Regions from separate parts of the Sus scrofa genome. Here all the other regions are linked to region 1. A link is a contact called in public Hi-C and promoter capture Hi-C data. All regions are on one chromosome and are shown on one strand. The core of a region is the stretch at or near the end of the contact, and the rest is flanking DNA. Distances in the headings are between cores, read along the strand shown.

Evidence for each region. Promoter capture Hi-C pulls out the DNA fragments that hold promoters and counts their contacts. Hi-C and Micro-C count contacts between places; a contact is called where the count stands out from the background.
Region 2: a contact with region 1 is called in a Hi-C map of liver, with 5 times the contacts expected there. The contact joins two enhancer-like sites. A contact is called at or near these places in 1 of 47 Hi-C or Micro-C datasets (liver) and 1 of 2 datasets of contacts at active chromatin or transcription factors (alveolar macrophages).
Region 3: a contact with region 1 is called in a Hi-C map of liver, with 2.4 times the contacts expected there. The contact joins two enhancer-like sites. A contact is called at or near these places in 1 of 5 promoter capture datasets (liver), 5 of 47 Hi-C or Micro-C datasets (liver and skeletal muscle) and 1 of 2 datasets of contacts at active chromatin or transcription factors (alveolar macrophages).
Region 4: a promoter capture Hi-C map of liver shows a contact between it and region 1, with 3 times the contacts expected there. The contact joins two enhancer-like sites. A contact is called at or near these places in 1 of 5 promoter capture datasets (liver), 1 of 47 Hi-C or Micro-C datasets (retroperitoneal adipose tissue) and 2 of 2 datasets of contacts at active chromatin or transcription factors (alveolar macrophages and skeletal muscle).

What each region holds. Positions count from the first base shown.
Region 1 is chr4:39,778,099-39,784,605 of Sscrofa11.1, forward strand. The region is part of intron 2 of CPQ (carboxypeptidase Q); the gene reads right to left. Among named protein-coding and RNA genes, the nearest start is that of CPQ, 75 kb to the right of the region's middle. Within about 2 kb of position 4,678, at least 16 of the 83 cell types and tissues checked have an H3K27ac peak or open chromatin away from gene starts, as enhancers often do. A contact at or near this core is called in liver, where this site is marked.
Region 2 is chr4:40,019,530-40,026,033 of Sscrofa11.1, forward strand. All of the region lies in intron 1 of SDC2 (syndecan 2), which reads right to left. Among named protein-coding and RNA genes, the nearest start is that of SDC2, 110 kb to the right of the region's middle. Within about 2 kb of position 2,817, at least 3 of the 83 cell types and tissues checked have an H3K27ac peak or open chromatin away from gene starts, as enhancers often do. A contact at or near this core is called in liver, where this site is marked.
Region 3 is chr4:39,640,717-39,646,609 of Sscrofa11.1, forward strand. It overlaps CPQ (carboxypeptidase Q), which reads right to left. Exons shown (of 8, transcript NM_001243691.1): 4 at 2,201-2,312. Among named protein-coding and RNA genes, the nearest start is that of CPQ, 210 kb to the right of the region's middle. Within about 2 kb of position 4,290, at least 9 of the 83 cell types and tissues checked have an H3K27ac peak or open chromatin away from gene starts, as enhancers often do. A contact at or near this core is called in liver, where this site is marked.
Region 4 is chr4:39,965,854-39,972,592 of Sscrofa11.1, forward strand. No RefSeq gene overlaps it. Among named protein-coding and RNA genes, the nearest start is that of CPQ, 110 kb to the left of the region's middle. Within about 2 kb of position 1,633, at least 41 of the 83 cell types and tissues checked have an H3K27ac peak or open chromatin away from gene starts, as enhancers often do. A contact at or near this core is called in liver, where this site is marked.

The DNA of each region.
Region 1 (6,507 bases), core at 3,428-5,927:
CTAGAAACAAAGAGCAAAGGAGAATAAAAATAAATAAGCAAAATGATTTCAAATAAATGCCATGAAGAAAATAAAATCTAGCATTCACCTTGAGTCCTCTATTTTCCTCACCTCCCACATCCAATCCATCAGCAAGTCCTGAAGGCTCTGCCTATTGAACAGCCCACTGCCCACTGCCCACCATCTCCATGGATACAACCGTAATCCTGATATTGTAATCTCTCTCCTGGACCCTTGCAAACCCTCCTAAATGCCTGGTCTTCTTACTTCCAATCCTGCTCCTCACAATCTATGTGATTTCCTAAAGCATACATCAGATTGTATCACTCTTCTATTGAAAACCCATTTCCATTACTGTAAAATGCAAGCTCTGACAACCAAGGCTTATGTGATCTTTATGAAGATGTAGCCCTGCTGCCCTCTCTGCCAGCCAGTTCTGACCTCTGTCCCCCTTGATCCCTCTGTTCCAGGCACATCAGCTTGGTTCAGTGCCGAGAACAGACCAAATCACTCTCCCTGTTGCACTATCACACTAGCTGTTACCTCTGCCCAAGAGTCTCTTCACCCAGGTCTCTGAATGGACAGTTTCTTCTCATCATTCAAATCCAAATTGAATATGATCTTCTAGAAAGGTTTTCCTTGGCTCCTATAGCTACTGTAACCACCACTGTGCCCAAGTCTGCACTCTACTGCATTGCCTTATTTTATTTATTATTGCATTTTAGACCATCAGAAAGTACCTTCTCTGGAGTTCCCGTCATGGCTCAGTGGTTAACGAATCCGACTAGGAAATACGAGGTTGCAGGTTCCATCCCTTGCCTGGCTCAGTGGGTTAAGGATCCAGCACTGCCGTGAGCTGTGGTGTAGGTCGCAGACACGGCTCAGATCTGGCCTTGCTGTGGCTCTGGTGTAGGCCAGCGGCTACAGCTCTGGTTAGACCCCTAGCCTGGGAATCTCCATATACCACAGATTAGGACCCTAGAAAAGACAAAAAAATAAAATAAAAATAAAATATTTTTTTAAAAAAAGAAATTACATTCTTATCTGTGCAGTTGTTTCTATCTGACTACCATTAGTGTGTAAGATGCACAAGGACAGGGACCTTGTCTGTTACTCACAGTCATTGTCAAATCCCCAATGCCTTTCCTCCCTCAAAAAAAGTTTGTGAATGAATAAATGAGAGTGACTGAAAAGGACTACTTTAGACAGTGTCTAGGGACAGCACTGCCACCCCCCAACAAGGAAGCAATATATTAATTGGAGCTCGAATGAGAAAAGAAATGAATGAATGGATTATTTACATCAGTTAGAAGCTAGTCTACCTATTTCCCAGAACCAAGCATTCTCCTATCAGGGCTGGATTTATTGCTTTCACCCTGGAAGCTTGGGCCCATGACATGATGCCGTCAGTCTCCTCTCCCGGCCCTTTTCAGCAGCCACCTGTTGTCCAAAGATAGAAAGATATCTTAATGTGACTGATGGAAAAGATGGCTGGGGTGGTGAACTTTATATGTCAACTTGACTGGGCCATGAAATACTAGATATTTGGTCAAACATTACTGAAGATGTTTCTGGATAAGATTAGTATGAGTGGGGTCTCAACCAATCGGTTGAAGGCCTAAATGAAAGAAAAAACAAAAAAAAACCCCACAAAAACTGACTCTCCCCAAGTGGGAATGAATTCTCCTACTTGACTGTCTTCTAGATGAGACATCAGTTTTCTCCTGCCTTTAGACTCAATCTGAAACAATGGCTCTTCCCAGATCTCAAACCTGCCAGCCTTTGGGTTGGAACTACCTCACTGGCTCTCCTGGTTCTCAGCCCTTCAGATGTGGACTAGAACTACACAATCAGCTCTCCCAGGTCTCCAGCTTGCAGACCTTGGGATTTAAAGCCTCCATAATTGCATGAGCCGATTCCTTATACTAAATAAGGTTAGACATATGATGATAGATGGATGATAGACAGATAGATTCTACTAGCTCTGTTTCTCTGGAGATCCCTGATCCTCTTCCCTTCTTGTTCTAACACTTTAACTGGGCCTTCAGTTTCCGCACCCTGTTTCTTTTCTGTTTTTTGTTAATGAGGTTTTTTTTTTTTAATTGAGTTAAGGCATTATAGCAATTATATTATCAGAATACAACTTAATCACCAAGATCAAGTATAAAACATTGGCTCAAAAAAGTCTATGTAATGTATATCTTACATATATTCAAATGCCACCCTGTTTCTTAAGAAAGAAGACAATGTGACTTTTCTGGATGACTCAATGTTATCCTTACAAACTCCCATCTCTGTGGGTATTGCAATCCAGTTTTGTAGCTACACTGTTTTCCTATCTCTTCCTCTAATGTCAAAATGCCCTCTATCATGCCTACATCTGTTAATATGGTATGTCCTTAAAATCCAGATATCTAAACTTGCCAAAAATAACGTGTTAAGAATAGCCAACACAATATTAATGGAGAAAAAAGTTGAAGGACGGACACTACCCGACTTCAAGACTTGGTACAAAGCTACAGTAATCAAGCAGTGTGGTATTAGTGAAGAAACAGATAAATAGACTGATGGAACAAAGTAGAGATCCCAGAAACAGCCTTAAATAAATATAGTCCAACTGATCTTTGACAAAGGAGCAAAAGTAATACAATGGAGTAAAGACAGTCTCTTCAACAAATGAGCTAGAACTAAATATCCACATGCAAAAAAAAATGAATCTAGACACAGGCTTTATACCCTTCACAAAAATAGATCATAGACATAAATATAAAAGCAAAACTATAAAATTCTTGGAAGACAACATAGGAGAAAACCTACATGACTTTGGTTATAGTGATGCTTTTTAGTGCAATACCAAAGACATGATCCATTAAAGAAATAACTGACAAACTTGACTTCCATTAAAATTAAAAATTCTGCTCTGTGAAAGACAGCATCAACAGAATTAGAAGATAAGACACTGACTGGGAGAAAAAGATACTTCTGATGAAGGATTATTATCCAAAATATACAAAGAATTCCTAACACTAAACAATTTTAAAAAAACCAAACAACTCAATTTAAAAATGGGCCAAAGGCTTTAATAGACACCTCAGACATACAAATGGCATATAAATATATGAAAAGATGCTCTTTATCATATGTTATCAGGGAAATGTAAATTAAAACAACAATGAGTTAGCATAAACCTATTAGATGGCCAAAATCTCAAACACCAACACCACCCAATGCTGGTGAGGATGTGGAGCAATAAGAACTTTCATTCACTGCTGGTGGGACTGCAAAATGATGCAACCATTTCAGAAGGTACTTTGGCAGTTTTTTAACAAAACTAAATAACTCTTACCACACAAACCAACAATATTTACCCAGAAGAGTTGAAAACTTATGTCCACACAAAGCCCTGAACACAGATGTTTACAGAAGCTTTACTCATAACTGCCAAAATATGGAAGCAATTAACATGTCTTTCAACAGGTGAACAGATAAATAAGCTATGGGACATCCAGGCAATGAAATATTATTTAGCAATAAAAAGAGAGAAGCTATCAAGCCACGAAAAGACATAGGGGAATCTTAAATGCATATTACTAAGTGAAAGAAACAAATCTAAACAGGCTACATACTATATGCTTTCAACTAAGTGACATTCTAAAAAAGGCAAAACTGTGGAGATCAGTGTTTGCCAGGGGTAGGGACACAGATGGATGAGTAGGCAGAGCACAGAGGATTTTTAAGGCAGTGAAGATATTCCATGTGATACTGTAATGATGGTTGTCTGTCACTATATATTTGTCCAGTCCCATAGAATGTATAATACCAAGAGAGGCACCTAGGATAAACTCTGGACTTTGAGTGACAATAATGCATCAAGGTAAGTTCATTCTTGGTGAAAATTTTTGCCACTCTGGGGAGTGATAATGCTTAAGGGGGACACTGTACATGTTTGGGGCAGTGAGTATGTGAGAAATCTCTGTATCTCCTTTTCAATTTTGTTGTAAACCTAAAACTGCTCTTCAGAAATAAAGCCTTTAATAGTAATAATGTGTTCGAGTTCCAAAAGCTTTTGGAGAGAAGAGCAGAAGTGCAATGATATTTTGCCACAAGGGAGCTGTGACAGCTAAGTGGGTTGGTTAGAGGCTTTTTTCTCTGATTTTCACCTTAAATTATTAATGAAACTTCAACCTCCAGGTAAATATGACATGGCCACCAATTGGCTTTGCTCCAACCATGAGATTCCTAACACCAAGCACATGTACAAAATTTAGTACAAAATTAAATAATAAAGAAAAGTGTGGGTTTTCCATACTGTTTGGTACTTTATTTCTTCACTCACAGTATGCCTTTTCCATGAGTAAATTTCACACTGAATTAGCAACACCAAACCACCAAAACATGTAAATTCAGAGCTAAAGCTTACAGACTGGAAAAACATAAAGGTTCTCATGTGAACCAAATATGGACCAAAAAAATTGATGCCCAGGATGAAAAACATCTGCTTTGTTTGTGTACTTAAAACATCAACTTGGGTTGCTCTCGTAGAAGGTCTGTTGTGACCAGCAACAACACAGTTCAAGGTTGAGGGAAAGAATTTCACCACAAACATAAGCAAACAGCAAATGTCACATGAATTACCAGTGTTCAGAGGAGACATTCCTCCCATGCCTATAAAGGTTAATCTCTCTCTTCCTGTTCTCAGGGTATGTTAAGAATTTAATGATTCATAGATTAGAGCCTGCCCCAGTGCCCTGGCCTTGAATTTTAGAATGTTTTACATGAACCAAAAAAAAAAAAAAAAAAAAAAAAAACTCACCTTCCACTAAATACCTTCCTATGTCATTTATGTCCATAGTTCCCTCTCTGGCAAGTGATAGCCAAAAAGAATCAGTCTGATTGGGAGGCAAAGGGGGAAGATATTTAAGAAGACTGCTGTTCATCCCCTGACGAGAAGTCTCAAACATAACCAGGGTTGGGGATTGTCCAAAGTGTGAAAGTTTTTGCAGCTTAGCTAATAGACATATTAAACAACTGGCAGGGCTCAGAACTGAGGCTTCTTCAAATATGTGCCCAAACAGGTCTGGGGGTCTGGGAAGCATTAGCAATAATAAGTGTAAATAAAGGGGGGACATAAACCTGTTAGGCTGAGTCACTAGAAACTCTTTTTCTTGGAGACTTACCAGAAGAACTTCATTTGTATTTCAAGGTTTCCATTTGGGTCAAGCGTGAACAAGGAAAAAGAGGGGCGGGAGAGATAGAGAGGCCACCTGGAACGTGAGCTGGGAGACTGATAAGCATTTCTCCAGTCGTGCCATCTGCTGTGTCCTGGCACTTGTCATCCAAATTGCTGTTCTCCAAACAAATTTAGTTTCCCCCAGACAGTTCAGCTTAAATGAGCTCATACTGTCTATCTGACACCTGTCAAAAGAAGAGTGAAAAGATTTCTCTAAGCCCTGATTGAAGGAGAGAGGGAGGCAGAGAGAGACGGAGGGGGCAGGAGCAAAGAAGAGGGCAAATAGATGGGATGCGTGCAGAGCAGGTGCTCTTTCGTGGCGGGCAGTGCATTTTTATCTTCACCTATAAATCTCACACCAGAAGGTGGGAAAAGAAGAAAAAGTACCACTTCCCATCACATTTGCTGAGACAAATATGATCGAACACATGAAATATGAAAACGGGACAAACTACCTTCACTCTCACCTGGTGTCAATTTTTTTGGCTGATGGTTGTGTGCGGTGTTTTGGTTTTAGCTAAGAAAGGAAGAACTAGCAGTAGAGAAATCTGATCTGCTTTTGACAGCCTGACCAATGCCCTTTTCCCATTCCAGCTGGAACAGGATTCAGTCACAGGCAGGGGCAAGCGGAGGAGTGATTTCATTAACTAAGTCTGGATTTTGAGGTTTGCATATCTGCAGATCTGGTTTTTTTGCCTCTTGAGGTCTTGGAGAGCTGCCAATCTGGGCAAAAGGAGGGATGATAATGGATGGAAGCTGCCACAGGGCAAATCTCTGGAAGGGGAGATATCAAAAACAGTTGCCAGGAGGGGAACTGCCTGTGCCTATGCCTTGCAGGCTGGGAGGTAACAGGGAATCTCATTTAGGAACTGTCATTTGCTGTGAGAAGGTCCTGAATAAAGAGAAGGAGGAAGGGGACAAGAGGAAGAGCAGGAAATAAATGAGCTTCATACAAATATGACCAGAGATGTCTTTCAAAACCCACCTTCCAAAGTGAAAGGGGCCAGGGCTGCAGCGGCCTCTTCACTGTCCTAGGATACGATCTTGATGAGATTACTCAAATGCAAAATGAATCTAAAGCTCCCTGTCTCCCAAGGCTCTTGTAACGGTTCAGCTGAGATGAACTTCATGTATACATAAAGCACCCAATACTTAAAAGCTGTCGAATATATGTTAGCTCTTTTCTCCTCCCCTTCTTTGAACTAAGAGATTCCTAGAACTCACAGCAGAGAAATTCACATCAGTTAATAGGCAGCATTTGGGCATACATCCATAAA
Region 2 (6,504 bases), core at 1,567-4,066, 240 kb after region 1:
TGGCCCCGCTCAGTGGGTTAAGGATCCGCTGTTGCTGTAAGCTGTGGTGTAGGTCGCACTTGGCTCGGATCCCACGTTGCTATGGCTGTGGGGTAGGCCGGCGGCTCCAGCTCCAACTGGACCCCTAGCCTGGGAACCTCGATAAGCCATGGGTGCAGCCCTAGAAAAGACACACACACACAAAACCGAATTGAATATTTGTTTCTAACAAGAATGATAAAAAATGTTTCCCTTCCTACAGTGTCTTTCATTTGATTTCATCTTAAAATAAAGCCTCCTGTTCCAGCTCTCACTGGGCCTGGCATGATGGGGCCACCTCCCAACCCAGCATCACTTTCCTCACTCAGATTTTGGCTTCTGGGTGGAGAGGCTCCAGTGGCCTCAATCTGAACCCATGTGCAGGAAGGTACAGGCATCCACTTTGTTGCAGCAACCGTATCAGCACATTTTGAGAACTGAGACCTTAGGGACTGGTTTCCCAGTGGCCTGGCCTGCAGGCTCTGAGGGGCCACCTCAAGCCAAGAGTATGCTGGGACTTTTCTGCTAGAAGAGTCAGAGCTTAACTCTGCCATCTGAGGCCCTTCTGCTGGATACGGGTCTCTAAGGCTCACACCATCCCAGGCTGTAATTCCCAAGCCCATTGGCATCACTGATCCCACTAGACTTTCAGCCCCTTTGAGGGTGGGGACTGTATCTCATATATCTTCAAGCCACCCCGACTCCCTATAATCACAGTACCTGGTGTATAGGAGATGCTCAGTAAGTGCCACTTGGGCTTTTTGTGGTCCTGCTGGTATTAAACTTTGCCCTGTGAATTTCTGCTTTTTAGGGCCACACCCGTGGCATATGAAGGCTCCCAGGCTAGGGGTCCAGTCGGAGCTGCAGCTGCCGGCCTGCACCACAGCCACAGCAACACCAGATCTGAGCCGCATCTGCGACCTATAGCACAGCTCACGGCAATACCAGATCCTTAACCCACTGAGCGAGGCCCGGGATTGAACCCCTGTCCTCACAGATACCAGTCGGGTTCTTCACCTGCTGAGCCACAACGGAACTCCTGTTCTGTAAACTTCAGCTATAGGACCCTCTCCTCTTGTGCTTTCTCTCAAATCTTATCTATAAAACAGGCTCTGACTTCTCTAGCCCTTACCTGTCCCCTGTAACAAACCACTATTTTTTTTTTTTTTTTTTTTTGCCTCTTCTAGGGCCGCTCCCATGGCATATGGAGGTTCCCAGGCTAAGGGTCAAATCAGAGCTGTAGCCACCGGCCTACACCACAGCACAGCAATGCGGGATCCGAGCCACGTCTGCGACCTACACCACAGCTTGATCCTTAACCCACTGAGCAAGGCCAGGGATCCAATCTGCAACTCATGGTTCCTAGTCAGATTCATTAACACTGCGCCACGACGGGAACTCCACAAACTACTATTTTGGATTTTGGAGCCTATGAACAGTTTAAAACAACCTCTTTTATTTTTCATCATTTCAGGTCTATTTGCTCTTGCTCTTCTGCAGGTGAAGGCAGGCCCTCAGTGACCTGGGTGTGCTCCCTGCCCCTCTCAGTGTGCACGGGGACTCAGTAAATATTTTCCGACTGAAATTTCCTAAAACAAATTGGCCTTTGACTCAGGCTGCAGAGGTAACGTGTTTTACAAGGCCTCCAGGACTCCTACAGTTAAGATCTTTCCATCCAAAGGGTGGGAGATCATTGGTCCCACCCGTCCCACACACACATGGCACGGCACCTACTTAAGCAACCTTGAGACTTAAAAGCAGAAACCTGTTTGCTTTTTTCTTAACACTGAATGGCTTTCATTTTCCTCTTGGCTTGGGTCAAAAAAGTTTACGGCAGCATGAGCCACACGAAGATCTTTGACGCCTATTCATAAACTGAATTTCTATTCATGAGGTGACCGGGTTGTTGGCCTGAGGCGTCTGTCACAGCAACCGGCAGACTGGGCAAAAAAATCATCTTCCTAAGGAATTCTGGCCACCTCACATGCAACCACATGCGGTGGCTAGAGGGGCAACTGACTTTTTCAGGACAATCGGCTTCTTAGGAGGAAGCTGGGGAGCCTGAATTACTCCGAGACTGGGGGTCAGGACGCCTCCAGAGAATCTGGCTCACTCTCAGCTGCTCCAGCTCTGTGGGGCTCGCTCTAGGGGCTGATGGGATGTTTCATGTGCACAAAGGCAGCTACAAGGATTTGTTCCCCCATCATCCGAGTGGTGCAAATAATAACGACATCACACTAAAAGTTACCTCCTGCTCTGACATCAGGAGGACCAAGCTTGGGAATGACCAATATCCATCCTTCCATAGAGTCCAACGTCATAAGACTAAGCAGGCTCCTTTCCACTCTGCAGCAGGTAACACGCCAAGATCATCTCCAATCTCTTTCTTTTGAAACCAAAAAACACCTTTGCAAGCGTGACAATTCCTTTGGTGAAGATGCCACCGTCGGTGCATAAAGGGTGGCTGCAGTTGACACACCTGGGGAGAGAAATGACTTCTGCACTAACATTCCTGGGGGGCCGGGGGCAAGACGTGCATCTCTCAAAAGCCAAGAACAGGGGAGACTCAGGACCACTGCTTCTACACCCAGTCAACTGTGCCTTGCCTCCCTAAGCAGAAAACCCCAACACACCCTGAACAATGGGCTTGAGGAGACACAGCCACTGGACAAAGGACCTGAGAAGAAACATGCAGAGGCAGAGCCTGGAGCGAAGAGGTGCTGCCTGATGGGGGGGTTTCCTAAGGAGGTGGCTTAATCCGGGACTGGCCATCTCTGTGAGGCAGCACCAACACTGTTGGCTAACAGGGCTCAGAGTACAAGCTGCAAGAAAAACAAAGCTGGTCTTTCAGACCTTTCTCCCTTAGCTGATGCAAGATGCGCATCCAGGAGAGCAAAGGGAAGTGGTGGAAAGCAACCCGGTACAACAAGGAGGAAAACGGACTACAGACCAGAAAGGCAGTTTCTGCTCTATGCCTCATTCAGCCATGGAAACAGTGCTAAATTGGCTCCATAAGGGAGGCCGCTCTTCCCAGAAGAGAAGGCGCCCTGCTGGGAGTTTTCTATCCCCACAATGCCTGGAAGGCAGGCAAGATACACATTTGTTTCCAACTCCACGTCTTCTTCTCCGGTCCCCAAACTGCAGCCACCTCAACACGCTGGGTCTGGACTATTACAAGGGCTAAGCCACCCTCAAGTCTTTGTCTTTGAATCTACTGTATGCTGAGGGATCACTCTTTTTTTTTCTTTCCTTTCTTTTTAAAAAAATGTTATTGGGTATAGGGAGTTCCTGTCATGGTGCAGTGGTTAATGAATCCGACTAGGAATCACAAGGTTGAGGGTTCAATCCCTGGCCTAGCTCAGTGTGTTAAGGATCTGACATTGCCGAGAGCTGGGTGTAGGTGGCAGATGCAGCTCGGATCCCTCGTTGCTGTGGCTCTGGTGTAGGCCGGCAGCTCCAGCTCTGATTCGACCCTTAGCCTAGGAATCTCCATATGCCACAGGAGCGGCCCTAGAAAAGGCAAAAAGACAAAAAAAAAAAAAAAAAAAAAAAGTCATTGGGTATAGTTGACTTACAATGTTGTATTGCTTTCAGGAATACAGCAAAGTGAACCAGACATATATATATTCATTCTCTTTTCTCATATAGGTTATTACAGAATACTGAGTAGATTCTTCTGGTCTATACAGCAGGTCCTTGCCAGTTATCCATTCTATACATAGTAGTGTGTACATTCTTAAACGTGGCTATAATTACTCCCCTGCCAAAAATCCCTTATTGGCTTTCCGTCACCTATAGGATGAAATAAAAACTCTTTAGCTTTGAAAGACATCCTTCTACCATATCGCTTCACCCGCATTTCCAGTATCAGCTGCTGCCACTTCCTCTACCCAAACCCCAGGCTCCATGACCCAAAAAAAGCCACTCAGAGACCTGGTGATACCAATTTCCTTCATACAAAATCCCTAAGAGGAAATAAAACTCCTTAAGGATAGAAAATGCAGGAAAGCAGAGTTCCCATCATGGCTCAGCAATAACCAACCTGACTAGGATCCATGAGGACGCAGGTTCGATCCCTGGCCTCACTCAGTGGGTTGAGGATCCGGCGTTGCCATGAGCTGTGGTGCAGGTCACAGATGCGGCTTGGATCCCGCATTGCTGTGGCTGTGGTGCAGGCCAGCAGCTGCAACTCCAATTAGACCCCTAGCCTGAGAACTTCCATATGCTGGAGGTGTGGCCCTTGAAAGAAAGAAAGAAAGAAAGAAAGGAAGGAAGGAAGGAAGGAAGGAAGGAAGGAAGGAAGAAAGGAAGAAAGGAAGAAAGAAAGAAAGGAAGAAAGGAAGAAAGGAAGAAAGGAAGAAAGAAAGGAAGAAAGGAAGAAAGGAAGGAAGGAAGGAAGGAAGAAAGAGAAAGAAAGAAAGAAAGAAAGAAAGAAAGAAAGAAAGAAAGAAAGAAAGAAAGAAAGAAAGAAAGAAAGAAAAGAAAGAAAGAAAGAAAAGGAAAGAAAATAGAGGGAACAGATGGTGATCTAGGCCTTACAGCTTCAGGATGATGAAAACTAGTATCCTGACAAAATGATTCAACCCAAACCTCTATGGTGTTTGCACTAAAAATAGAGAAAATTCTGATTCAGTGCCTGGAAGACCGTCAAGACCATTCATCTCAGTTTTAGTATGAAATATCACAAACCTGCCCTTTTCCTCAGCCAAAAAAAGAAAAAAAAAATGTGGGATGGCAACTGAACAAATCTACTTGTTGGATTTTTCTTGTGCAGGTAAAACTTACATTGAACAAATACCATGTTTCAAACTGCCAGGGAGGAAACCTGTTACGTAGAAATTCAAAATCTTCCTTGAAAGATACACTGTCTTATCTAACAGACAGATGTCCTCTAAATGCCTTAAATTAGGGCAACAGACAAACAGTGGTCAAGATAATTAAAGCTGAAAGCAATAGGTGTTCAAATTCACCTTACAGTGCAGACTTAGGTTGAGGAAGTCAGAAAATAGAAAACCTGACTCTTTCTGGGTATCACACACGGCCCCCTCGAGACCCAACTTCAGAAAATTGGCCTTTGGACATAAAGATAAAATATTCATGTGGCCTGATGTGACATTCTGAATCGCATCACAGAAAACAAATCCTTAGATGATGCCTCTTAGTTTCAGCATAAAGGCACGTCTAGCCCTGATTTAAACTCAAATGTCTATTAACTTTTATGGTGATTACAAAGCACCAAACTGGCTGTAACTTTAGCTTATTTTTCCAAGGGTGACTTAATAAACTATTTTATTACTAACAAACACACACTGTAAATGAAATAATAGTGAAACTTTTCTCCCACATAGTCCCACAGAGATGCTAGACTTGCCCTTAAGACAAGCTTGCCAATTCTGGCTTAGGTAGGGCCCAAAGGAACACATAATCTTAGAGCTTGATGGGACATTATAGGCATCAGGATGACCTATTTATTTCAAAAGTGAAGACACGGAACACCCGAGTGGCCAAAGAACTGAAAATCCTCCAGGCAAATTGGTGGCCAGACGGGAGCCCTTACCTTGAGCCACCTAATTCTGGGCTCTTTCTATTCGCTGTAAGCCCCACAACACGAAGATAGCAGAGCCAGTCAGCCCCGGGTTCAAAAGGATTAGCTGCAGCTAACTGTTAAGTGTTTATTATGTGCCAGGCATTTCGTGCTAAGTGTTTTATAAGCACTGGCACATTTAATCATCTCAGCAATCTCCACTGCAGCCCAAGGAATGGAAGCTTGTCCAAGGGCACACAGCTCAGAGTGGGGAGCAGGGATTCGGGTCCAAGTCTGGGCTTCAGAGTGGAGGCTCACTGAGTGCTGGCCAAGGCCGTGCTGTGCCTGGCCCCTCCCCACGCCCCTCCTAGTGATTCACACGGAATCATAACAAAGACCCTGAGGAGAACGGCAGTAAAGCATCCTGTGGAACTCGGCTGGATCCAGCACTTTCAAACTTTGGCCATGAATAGTCTCCCCCCAGCTCCGCCCGAAAATCTATTGAACGTCTTTCAAAACTAGATTCTTGGCATCAAAGACGGGAGGAAAAATCTGTGCTAAGAGTTAAGAGGTCTTGCTGAACAATTTCTTCTCGGCCCAACGTCCTGTCAATTTTCTCTATGAAGGATGCCTGGGGCCATGTCTATCAACTGGCATTCATTCATTTTGAGTAATGCCTTCATGTCTATCAAGTGTCCCATCCAAACCAAAGATGTAACAGAAGGAAGGAAACCTATGTTGATTGTTGGCAAAAGACGCTGTTGTCTTTGAACATGTGAGATATGACTGTATCACAGATTTACAGGCAAATACTATTGTATTTACCAAGCTCTTATTTTAAGGGTTTTGTTTGCAGAAAACTATCTGGTACCTAACAATGTCCTAGGGTTAGTCTACTATCGTGTATATAATTTATACAAAAGCTGAGGTCAAAGGTGAGGTCACACATGAAAGTGAATTCA
Region 3 (5,893 bases), core at 3,040-5,539, 140 kb before region 1:
AGTAATTTGTGGCATAGAATGACCTAAAAATCCCACTGAGATGGGTCCAGCTCTCCTTTTACACTACCACTCTGCCTGCAGTCAAGCTGGTGGGAACCCATTAAAATAAAATTAACTTTCAAATAAATATCTGTGTCCTAGGAAGAGGAAAATGGTACCTGCCTGCTTCATCTCTAGGGCCCACTTCATTCTGGAATGAAGTTATGACAGAGAGAACAGATAGCCACAGGAATACTTTTTTTAAAGGGAGAGGAGGAAAGAATTCACATACAGAGTCTCCCAGATCTTCCCTGAAGGACTGAGTGTTTTTCGGTTTTATTTGGTGGACAATGGCTCTCGTGCAAACCTTACCCAATTCTACAAGCAGACTTGTTATCATGCCTTTAGTAATAACTATGTGTGTAGGTACATATGTACGTCTCCAACTATATTCTCAGTCTAAGGGCCTGAAGAACAGAGGACATGCTTCTGTACACCCAGCTTTTAAAAGCGCTTTCAAATAGTAGCTGTTCAGTATGGTACTGATGCTAAACTTGCAAGGATAGACAAGGTAAGGCTTCCCATTAGTTTGTCTTATTTTCTTACAAAGTGACCCTAAATTCAGGTTTCTCCGAGATTTTTCTTAGTTTGCTTTTGTGGGGCAATTTTACATGCTACCCTCTCCACCCACCACCTGCCAGGGGACATTCGGTAATGTCTGGAGACATTTTTGGTTGTCACAACCGGGAGGGGGCGGGGGAATGGTGCTCCTGGCATCTAGTAGGTACAGGTCATGGATGCTGCTAAACAGCTTCCAATGCAAGGGACAGATTTCACAACAAAGGATTATCTGGCCCAAATGTCAAGTAATGCCAAAGCTGAGAGACACTGGCCTATTTAGAAGTTAAAAAAAAAAAAATGCATAACCACCTTTCCATTTCTCCATGTTTAAAACACTAGCGGAGTTCCTGTCGTGGCGCAGTGGTTGATGAATCCGACTAGGAACCACGAGGTTGTGGGTTTGATCCCTGGCCTTGCTCAGTGGGTTAAGGATCTGGCGTTGCCGCAAGCTGTGGTGTAGGTCGCAGACTTGGCTCGGATCCTGTGTTGCCGTGGCTCTGGTGTAGGCTGGCGGCTACAGCTCCAATTCAACCCCTAGCATGGGAACCTCCGTATGCCGCGGGAAGTGGCCCTAGAAAAGGCAAAAAGACTAAATAAATAAATAAATAAAACACTAGTAAGATATGAATAAAAATGATGCTCTAAAGATTTGCCCCAAGACAATTTCAGCCGTCTACTGTTCAGAGAAACAATTATTTAAAGGGCTGATTTAGGATTAGAAAGGTTCATTAGAAGTCAAAGGAAAAGCATGAATTTAAACGCATGTGTACTTAAGGAAGCAGTGTAAACCTTTCACTAAAGGGAAGGTTCTGATCTTTACTACACTGGAAACTGAGGTTACTCTACAGTTACAATTTAAAATATTCCGTTGAGGAGGCAGGTTCAAAACCACCACTGGTCTGTTCAGACGTGGAACTCTCATTTCAGGTTGTTTCGTTATTTCCCATCTCACTCAAAATCCACCTTTCGACCAGCACACAAAGAGGAAAGGTATGGGGTTTTTTTGTTGGCAATAGGATCATCAGAATAAACTGCTTTCCCAAATAGCCCTTCCTTCTCATGGCTGTCCATCTTTCTTTCCCACGTCTAGGTTAACCTGGAAGGTTCCATTTTTCATCCTAGCTTCCTTATCGCAGCCAAAGGAATCATTCCTCCAGGACTGCTTTGCTCTCCTTGACTTCCGTCATGGAAAGACGACAGCAGCAAAGCTATGCTAACAGCTTGAAGATGTCTGGAAAGATAAACAAGGACAAGGAAGCGGGGGAGCTGCTGATTTTTCTTTGCACTTGGTTATGACTTTCTTACAAAGTCTCCAGCTGATGCGGTTGCATTTGCTACAGTTTTATTTGCTTGTTCATTTTCCCTAGTGGCTGATCATCTTTGCTACTTTGGATATCCAGCAGACACTTGAATAAAATTTTCTTTCTTTAAGGGGACAAATGAGTTCTTTTCTGAGAATCAACTGACAAAAAACACACCGGCCTCAAAAGGACCTTTGAACATTCCACAGTAACTAATCTGTTGAGTATTGTGTGTGTTGAGTTAAACATGTCACCACTGCCACCCTCACACATTGGTTAACGACTTTCTAAATATTTACCAAGATCTTTAATAAGCGAGAGTGCTTCCCATGATATAAAGGCTCCACCACCATCATCCATGGCACCCTGCCCGACGTCCCAGCTGTCCAGATGTCCACTGACCAGTACGACCTAGAACAAATAATAAAAAGAGGGAAAAAAAAGCTAAGCAGAAATGACATCAAAGAAGAGGCATTCATAGGCACTCCAAATACAGAAATGAAGCTTTTATATTTTCTTTTCTATTTTTATGTCTTAAAAGATCTATATCATTAGTAGCATAAACATGGTACACAGGCATTTACATAAAGGGTATAAGATCATTGTAATAGTAATAAAATATCCCACCTTGTCCCTCTCTTTATTAATATAATTTTAGGTCCTAAAGAAAAATGGTTTATTACTGATGGATGTTTGACAACGTCATTAGAGTGCTTAAAACCTAAATGACATAAAAATGGATCTCAAAATCTTAACCATATTCTCAACTGTCTCAAATTCCAGCAGACAAATAATAAACATGTGTTAAATTGCATTCAAGTGAAAAAGTGAGAACGGTAATTAATTTTTTTTAATTATTGTGCTTTTTCAAGGAGACTAAATTTTATAGACATCTTTTAAACAAAGTAAAAACCAAGTAAAATGATGCTGGGTTAACAGGTTATCCACATTGAAAGTATGTCTCTTGATCTCTAGATAATGCAATATATAAATATCAAGTCACATAAATTGCAAATTTAAATAAAGATGTTAGAGGAAATCTTAGAACAGCTCTGTCACTGGCAATAGGCAAAGGTTTCTTAAACTGGGCACAAAAAGTGCAAGCTATAAAAGAAAAGAATAATAAATTGGACTTTTAAAATATTAGGAATACTTGTTCATCAAAAGACTCCACTGAGGAGTGAAAAGGCAACTCACAGAGGAGGAGAAAATATTTATAATATTTATATTCAGTGAAGGTCCCACAGCCAGATTATGTAAAGAACTCCTATGAAACAGTAATGAAAAGAGAGTCCAGTGATAGACAAATGGGCAAAAGACTTGAAAAGACAATTCACAAAAACAGATACACAAATCACTAGTAATCATACTAAAAGTTGCTCAGATTCATTACCATCAAGGAAATATAAATGAAACCCCATTCAGTGCATATCCATTGGAATAACGAAATGGAAAAAGACACAAAATATTGGTGAGGAGATGGAGCACCGAGAGTACTCAAACATTGAGTGTGAGTATAAATACTTACAATCACCCTGGAAATAGCTTAGCTGCTAAATCTGAACACATACACACCCCGGGACCCAGCAATTCTCCTCCCAGCTACACACCAACAGGAATGGATGTGTGCGGCTGCTTTCACCAGAAAGGATGTACCAGAACATTCAAGGACTATTCGTAATAGCATCAATCCCGCCCCTGCCCCGCCCCAAGAAAACTATTCAAATACCTGTCAGCAACAGAATAACAATGTATTGTACTGACCCCTGGAACATTACACAGCAGTGGGGATGAAGAAACATGATAAATGCATGAATCTCATGAACATAGCGAAGAATCAAAGCCAGACAGAAAATAATACATTATGTATAATTCCACTTACATAAAATATCAAAACAAGCAAAACAGGAGAATGGTCGACCATGGTAAGGAAGGGCATGATTTCTAGATAATGCAATATATAAATATCAAGTCACATAAATTACAAATTTAAATAAAGGAAGAGGGCACAGTCGAGAAGAGGGCGCTGGTCATGCTCTGCTTCTTGACCTGAGTACTGGTTATGCAGGTGCCCTTGGTTTGCAAAAGCTCATCTCATCACACACTTAGGATCTGTGCATGTTCTCTGAGAATATTACACTTCCATAAAAAGTTTTGTTTTTTTTTTAAAGTTAGATAGGTCGATGTCTACATAGGCAGTACGCAAACCAAAGCTGAGCAAGTCTTCTTGATGATTAACATGAGAATTCCCCATGACTTTGGGAAAGCAGGATTTGGGGTTAAAATATCAGGGTGCCCCCTCGCACTGCCTCCTTCCCTGAGCAGCTGCAGGATCTCGCACTGACTCTGTATGGACAAACAGACCCAGCCTACTATGACTTCACTGGAGTCACAAACAAGGACAATGCCCCAGACTAACAAATGGCCATGTAATGAACCCAAATGGATTGTTTCAAGGGGGGAAAAAAAAAGGATGAAGAAAAAACATGTTGCAATAGCAGGAAATTCTGATTCAGAAGTGGTGTAATCCCATTTGGGGATGACAAGCCAATTAGTCAACATTCTCACCACCCTCAGAACCATTTTCCCAATGAAGTTAAAGTTTCAGGGGATAAAAAGTGTGAACATCTACTTTAATCAATTTTTCCTTGAGATAACACAAGAGTAACTAAATTAAGGCAACTATTGTTTAACCTTCAGACTTCCTTCAGAATAAGTGAGGTTGTTTTACTATCATACTTTATGTTTTCTCAAATACCTCCATTCTCCAATCCAGGATTATTATTTAAACTAACAGTTAAATGATGGAGAAAATGGTTTTGAATGATAAGGAACTAAATGACACCCCGTAGGGTAAGGTTATTGGCATGGTGATATGGAAGAATGATCACAAACCATTTGAATTATGAGTTTGTTTGTGTTCCTTTTTTTTACAAAATATATTGGGGGTCACCAAGAGATAGTAGTAGTAATTCTATTATTAATTCATTTAAAAACTAGCCCATGAGAAAAAGTTTCTTCTAATTCAGTAGCATCTTTGATGAACTTGAATTTCCCTCATCATAAGAGCTTCGACCTTGAAAACAGTAGGGGCAGGAGGTCTCATTCAACATGATGTCCTGCTAGCAATGTCTTAATGCAGTCTCACCAAGGATGCCAGCGGAAAAGTCACTATGCCTTATGCCAGGGTCAGGCAGAAATGAGCATGAATTGTAACACATTTGGATCTGATTTAAGGAAACGAAACAAAAACAAGACAGGGTTCTGAGATATAGTAAATCCAGTTTTATGAAAAAGAATCACCTTATAAAAGATAGGAGAAGGCACTGGTTCTGTTGCCAGATGTGGGGCTCTTAGAGCAGTAACATGGCCTAGAACCAACAGAGAAGTGGGGCATTCACTCCTGTGCTGAGCCCTGAGGCAGACAGAGCACTGACCAATTCCCCGCTTCCCAATTTCCTTCCTACAACCACCTCCTCCAAATGCAGTGAAGAGTAAAAATTATTAAAACAGGAGTTCCTGTCATGGATCAGTGGTTAACAAATCTGACGAGCATCCGTGAGGATGCACGTTAGACCCTTGGCCTCCATCAGCGGGTTAAGGATCCGCAGTTGCTGTGAGCTGTGGTGTAGGTCATAGACACAGCTAGGATCTGGCATGGCTGTGGCTGTGGTGTAGACTGGCAGCTGTAGCTCTGACTGGACCCCTAGCCTGGGAACCTCCATATACCACAGGTGTGGTCCTAAAAAAAAAATTATAAAAAACAAGAGCAAGAGCCAAGAAGAGCCACCACCAAACACATGAGGAGGCAGAATGGGGGCTGTGAGGCTATGAAATACAAAGTCTGTTATCTGTGAGGCACACATTAGCCCCGACCACCAAGACCCACTCAAGCCTTAGGGTAGGGAGCCGGGGAGGGGCTTCTGCAGTAGGCCAGAGAGGCACTGGATGACAGCCTGTGAGGATGAAGAATGGGACTGGCACAACCAGCT
Region 4 (6,739 bases), core at 383-2,882, 180 kb after region 1:
CAGAGTAACTGAAATGAGCAAGCTTCATGAAATCACCTGCAATTTCACCTTTTGCCTAATAAAAGAGAATCCTAGCAGTGTAGCTCAGGCAGAGGCCCTACCTGACCTTCTGCGTCTTGGAGATGAGGAATCTGAGACCTAAAGAGATAAGTGAGGAGTCTCAATTCATCCAGCTTTTCTTTTTTTTTTTTTTTTTTTTTTTTTTTTGTCTTTTTAGAACTGCACCCACAGCATATGGAGGTTCCCAGGCTAGGGGCTGAATCAGAGCTGTAGCTGCCAGACTACACCACAGCCACAGCCAATCGGGATTCCACCCGCGTCTGCAACCTACACCACAGCTCACGGCAACGCCACATGCTTAACCCACTGAACAAGGCCGGGGATCAAACCCAAGTCCTCCTGGATACTAGTCGGGTTCATTACCACTGAGCCACAGCGGGAACTCCTCATCCAGCTTTTCTGAAGTCCAGGTCTGGAAACCTAGAACCGAACCGATGCAGGGACTAATCGAATTAAAGCAGTCGCAACCTCCGTCACTTCCAAAGTGTCTGCATACAGATAACTCTCTCTCTTTTCCTCTCTGAACTGTATCCAGCCTTCTTCACTCACCCACAAACCAGGCAGCACCTATCTCAGGAAAACAAGATCCTCCACAATCCTGGAGTCAAAGAAGTGTTTGGTTTTACAAACAAGTTACTAAAAGCAGTCATGAGGCGCTACCTTCAGATTCACCTTTATCTTTTAGAAGTAACTTAAAAATATTATAGTGACAATGATTCTCCAAAGCAGAAAAAAAAATAGAAAACAAAAGCCAAAAGTAAGCCTAGGCGTACTTTGTTTTGAGCAACACATATGCAAAAAATCCAGCTAGAGTGCAAATATGAGGGGGTGTTTCTGGTGACTATTCAAAAACAGCATAGAATACTACTTTTAAGGAGTCACAATCAGAATGACTCCATTTTACAAGGGTGTAACATTTACCCAGCTTTTGGAAAACTACTGGAAGATAAGTGATTTAAGACTGTCTCCACTGCCTCCATGTCATGTATATCCGTTCATGTATTCATTCAGCTCTCTGTTCCGAGTACTCATGCACTTATTCATTAATTCACCAGTTCTCCTTCCTGGGAATTCATTCATTCAGCTGCTTACTGAGTACCCGACAAGTCAGAGGTTCTGCTCCCATTGAGCCCAGATGGGCACATCAAAAATGAAAGTACAAGATAAAAGTCCAGAGGAACCACAAAGGAGCCCCGATAAAGCTCAGGAGAACTAGGAACTAGCTCCAGATGCGGGCGAGATAGGTTCCTCTGGGGCTTGGGCTGGACTTCCTCTGCCCTCACACCAGAGGGAAAAGGAGCCACCACGCCTGGCTCGCCGCCCTGCGCGTACAGCATCCTCCTCCATCCTGGCGCCCAACCTCGCCTTCCCCATTTCTGGGCCCTTGTGGCGGAAGCCTCAGGCCTGCTGCGTCTCCCAGGGGCCTTCCCACCCCGTCCTTCAGTCACTCGCAGGAAAGAGCGACTTGGGAAGTCCCCCCACCGCCAGGGCCCACACCCGCCTCAGCCCGCGGGAGGGGAGGAGCCAGGCCCAGCCGCCCGCGGGCACTGCCGGGCCGGCAGCGAACGCACCTGGTCGGCCTCACCGGCAGCGGCTGCGGCGGCGGCGGCGCCTGGGACCAGACTCGCGGCCCAGGCTGCAGGTGGCAGCGGCCACACCCCCGACGCGTCCGGGTCCCAGTGCGCCTCCAACCGGGAACCGCGGCCCTGCCCTTTGCGTGGCGGGAGGGAAGGCGGGGGCGGAGCGCCCGGGACGCGGGGCGCCAGCGGGAGGGCCCGGCTGGCGTTGGGACACCGCCTCCACGACGTCCGCGGGCCTCGCTGCGCCTCGGACGGCCTGAGGGCTGCAGGCCGACCGGGCACCTCACCTTCTGGGTTCGGCTCCCAATTGAAAATTAGTGTCACACCCTGGGTGGTGGGCCCCGCGTCCGTGCTTCTTTATTTAGCTGCCAAAGGGCCTGAATGTTGCGCTCAGGCCCCTTGCGGGTCCCCACAGCCTGGGTCTCTGGGCCTCAGGGGTTTCAGGAGCTGCTGCTTCAGGTCGACCAAGGGCTTGGCCCGAGAGTATCCTGTGATTTAACGAGTGGCCGCGCGGGCAGGGCAGGAAGGGATAGTGGAGCTGAAAGGAGAACCTGAGACGTTTCGCTCTGTAACTGAGCCTGGATGGGGCATCGGGAGAGCCCAGGCTTGGTGAGCTGTCAAATGCCGCCCACGGATACGTGATTATTAAACCGTTATTTTCCTGTCCTGGCGGGCAGGACTGCTAGAGAGGGCGGTGAAGATGGGAGGTGGATGAGGCGACCCAACCTGGCAGATCAGAAAGAGTTGTTATCTCTTTGGTTTATGTGCAAAGGATATGAGGATGCCTGAGAAAAAAAGGAGGATTCATCTGATGACCCGGTGCAGCTTATCTCAAGGAGACTCACATCACTGGTCCTAAAGTGTGTGCTCTTGTATTTTCAAAGTTTTCTGTTTTGATAAATTTGAATTCCTTTGTTTAACCACTCTTAGCAAATACAAGCAGTTATCTTTGTGAAACTTGGAGCAATTCAGATCTCTCCTCTTAACCAGAAAAGACAGACAGACAGAAAGCTAGAAAGAGTTGGGGGGGGGTGGAGAGGGAGAAAAGAAAGACAAAAAAAAACTTTTAATAATAAAAAAAAAATCACTGGGAATTTTAAAAAGTACAAAATGTGCAATGACTATTTACCTACATACATTTAACCTGTAGTTAACAATCTCTCTAAACTTTTAGAAACCCCATTACCCACTGAATAAAATATAAACTCTGAAACAAAGTAGTTCCTCACAATGTGATCCCGCCTTTCCGGGATCCTCTTTGTGGTTCTGTATTCAGCTCCATTGAATTACTTTTTTCTTAGACTATGTGAGGTAAAGGAAAGTTTTATTATTTCCAATAAGTCATAGACTATCATTTTTGTAAGATGCAATTAAAAACTTGCTAGAAAAGTATAAAAAGACATAAAAAACTACAAGCCCCAATTTTCATTACAGATAGACAACAGATACACAGATATAAAATTACTGTCAATTTATTTTTGTTTTCTTAGCATGTCTAAGTGTTTATTCTCAGTTTCCAGATTTATCTTATCAGGGACTAGTAAAACCAATTCATAGATTGGCACTGATGACCATACTTACCATACTTTTAGTCAGGTCTGATGACCTGACTTATTCTTCAAATATGTCAGGTGCTTTTTGCTTTGGGGGCCTTTTCTTGTTATTCCTTTAGGGCTAATCAAAGTTCTTCTCATGCAAAGTTCAACTCATAATGTTATAATAATGGTAATAGCTTCCTATTTATTGGCTGCTTTATGCTTTAAGACTTTTCATGCATTAATTGTGAGTTCTTATCTACTCTATGAGTTAGGTATTATTATTATTCCCACTTTACAGATGAGGACATTGAGGATTAGAGAAGGCAAATCACACACAACTAGTGAGGGGCAGAGTTAGCACTCTGACCTCAGTGGGCCTGATTCCATAGCCCATGCAGTCAACCATGATGCTGGGCCCTCCTCCTTAAAAGCTTTCCATTTGCTTTGGAGTTGAAATTAGTCACATCTTGCTTGTCCTAACACAGTATTTTCCCCCCATTTGGGGGGGGGGTGGGTAAGTTTTATTGAATTATAGTTGACTTACAATGTTGTGATAATTTCTCCTGTACAAGAAAAGTGATTCAGTTATACATATACACATATCCATGTTTTAGTTCAGATTCTTTTCCCATGTGGGTTGTTACAGGATATTGGCTAGAGTTCCCTGTGGTACACAGCAGGTCCCTGTTGACTATCCATTGGTTTTTATTGATTTCTGGCTTTGAGCTTTAAGCATCTGAGTACAGTGACATTTTTGTTTCTCCACACCTCGTAGTGGTGGTCTCTCCAACTGGAACATCTTTTATGCCCTTGGCTCTGCTCATAATGACCACTGGAAACCAAGTTCATCTTCATCTTTGTGCTACCACTCTCTTTTGTGCTTACATCAAGTTATCTTATAACTATTTGCTTATATCCGTACCCCGTTAGACCCCAGGCCGCCCACTGTATTCAGGTATCTTGCCATAGATGTTTTTGTTTATTTAATTGAACAAGCACTTTCATAGCATTTATGATGTATCAATTACTGCTCTAAAAGCTTTACCACCTGATAAACAGCCCTACAAAGTAGATAGTCATATGAGGAAACTGAGGCACAGAGAAGTTACTAGGAAGTTGCTAATAAATCACAGAGGCAGCATTCCAAGGCAGGCAACCTGGTTCCAGAGTTGATTTCTGAACCACCACACCATGCTCATTTTCCACTGTGCCACGTGCTCTTCCTGCTCAAAACACTGCAGTGACTTCCCACTGCTCTTAGGATAAAGACAAAACTCTTTGGTCAGGCCCACAAAAGTCTGTGTGGCCTTAACCCTGCAGCTGCATCTCCAACCAGGTTCCCTGGCTCCCTTCTGCCACAGCACATATTGTCCCCTCAGCCTGGAATATCCTTGTTCCTTCCTAAACTTAAAATTATCCCTCAGCTGTTAGCTCAGGAAAATCTTCCTAGACTAGGTCAAATACCCTACTACAGATCTTTGGAGCATTTTTAGGTCTTAGCACAATTATTATTTTAAATTTAATTTATGTGGATATTTGACTAAGGTCAGTCTCCCCCTTTCAACACTGTCAGCTCCATGATGGCAGGAACTATCTTATCTGCTCACCTTTATATCCTCAGGAACTAGAATGGTATCCAGCATGCAGTAGGCAGTGAGGATTCATTGAATGAATGAAATAAATGGTGTTCAGGGTGTTTTGAAAATATAGGAGGGGCAGGCTAGTAAATGCCTGTTAATCAGTTAAAAAAAAAAAAAATACCCTTGGAGTTCCCTCCCTGGCGCAGTGGAAATGAAACCAACTAGGAACCAAGAGATTTCAGGTTTTCTCCCTGGCCTCACTCACTGGGTTAAGGATCTGGCATGCTGTGAGCTGTGGTGTAGGTCGCAGATGTGGCTCGGGTGTGGCATTGCCATGGCTGTGGCGTAGGCTAGCAGCTGTAGCTCCAATTAGACCCCTAGCCTGGGAACCTCCATATGCCATGGGTGCAGCCCTGAAAAGCAAAAAAAAAAAAAAAAAAAAAAAAAAAAGTAAAGAAAGAAAAAAAAAAGAAAATTCAATATGACTGACTAGTACATTTGAAAAGAGCCTGGGAAATCTTGATAAGAGGTCCTGGCTTCATCTTTATGGGAAGCACCAGATGTTAGCGTCTTGGAGAGATTGCTCCAATTGCCTTTGCCAAGTGGGTTGGGTGCTGCGCAGCCACCCAGAAAAGAGATGCTGGGGAACCAGGATCGGGATGTGGAGGAAGTGCTGACAGCTGTCATAGGGAGCCTGGGAAGAGGTGTTTGATGTGGAGACTGGCGCAGAAGGGCAGTTTGGCAGTGAGCAGACCTAAACTGCAGGCCAAATTTCAGCAAGGTGGGACCCCATGCCCCAAGGAAGGGAATCAGCACAAGGCTGGAGACCAGGGACTATGCTTAATAGTAAACACAGGCTTAAGAAACAGGGAGCAACGCTTGAGTTCTGGTTTAGTTACTTACCACCTGTGAGTGGTCAGTTAAACTCTCTGGGTTTTCGTTTTCTTATTTGTTAAAAAAGAGGAGGGTGCAAAAAGCACCTCAGATGGTAATTATGATGATAAAATAAGACATAAAGTAGCTAGTATAGTGTATGGCACATATGTATTCAATACATATTTTTACAATTTAACAGGAGAGAGAAGTAATTCAGGTGCCCCTTGGTTTACAAGTGTGGTCTTCAAATCTGAATAATCTTCCCTAGGGGGTACTTGATGGGGTAACCAATGCTATTCCTCCATTTGGAAGATATTTACAGAGCTACAAGTGTGCCGTGAATAATTATGCCAGGACAACAGACATAAACTGGAGTGTGTAGTCAATCTTAGGGCTAAAGGCCTTTCCAAGAGGCAAACAGGTATGGAGAGTCATAAGATCCATTTGTGACGCAAGAAAGAATTCCTCTCACACATGCCACACCCCCCCAAAGTGCATTGTCCTGAGGGAAAAGATGTCCCAGAGGCCAAGCCAAGGGACATTTAGATAATTCCTTTAATCGGAGTTCTATAGATCCCCGTATCTCCCCATCTATCTCATGAAGAGTCATTTCCAATATCTTACATTTTTGGTCAATAATTATTAAATATGAACTATGTTTTGTTTTAAATAATTATGAACTGCTAGTAATTATAATGGTAATTATTAAGAAAAGAACATTTTTACACAAGGCCTTAGGGTCACAGGAAATCTTACGTGTATTCTTTGCTGTAGAGCAGCATGATAGGGCAGTCAATAAGATACTTTGAAATATAAATTCCAAGGAGATGAAATCCTAGTAGAGAGGCATTGAGATGGAAAAAATAACTCCAGAGAAGGAAAGGAACATGTAAAATGTATGACTATTATGAGTTTTTTGAAGTGGTTTTTAAATGGAGGATGCTGAGTGTGCATTCATTGTGGAATTTAAATTCCACTGGAGACATTGAGAAGAGTGATGGAACAGTTTTACTTTTAAATTCCAGTATTCTCAACATGCTGGTTATTGTATTCTTTGTAACTATCATGCTTACAATGAAAATTACAGAAGTAGGAGTTCCTGTTG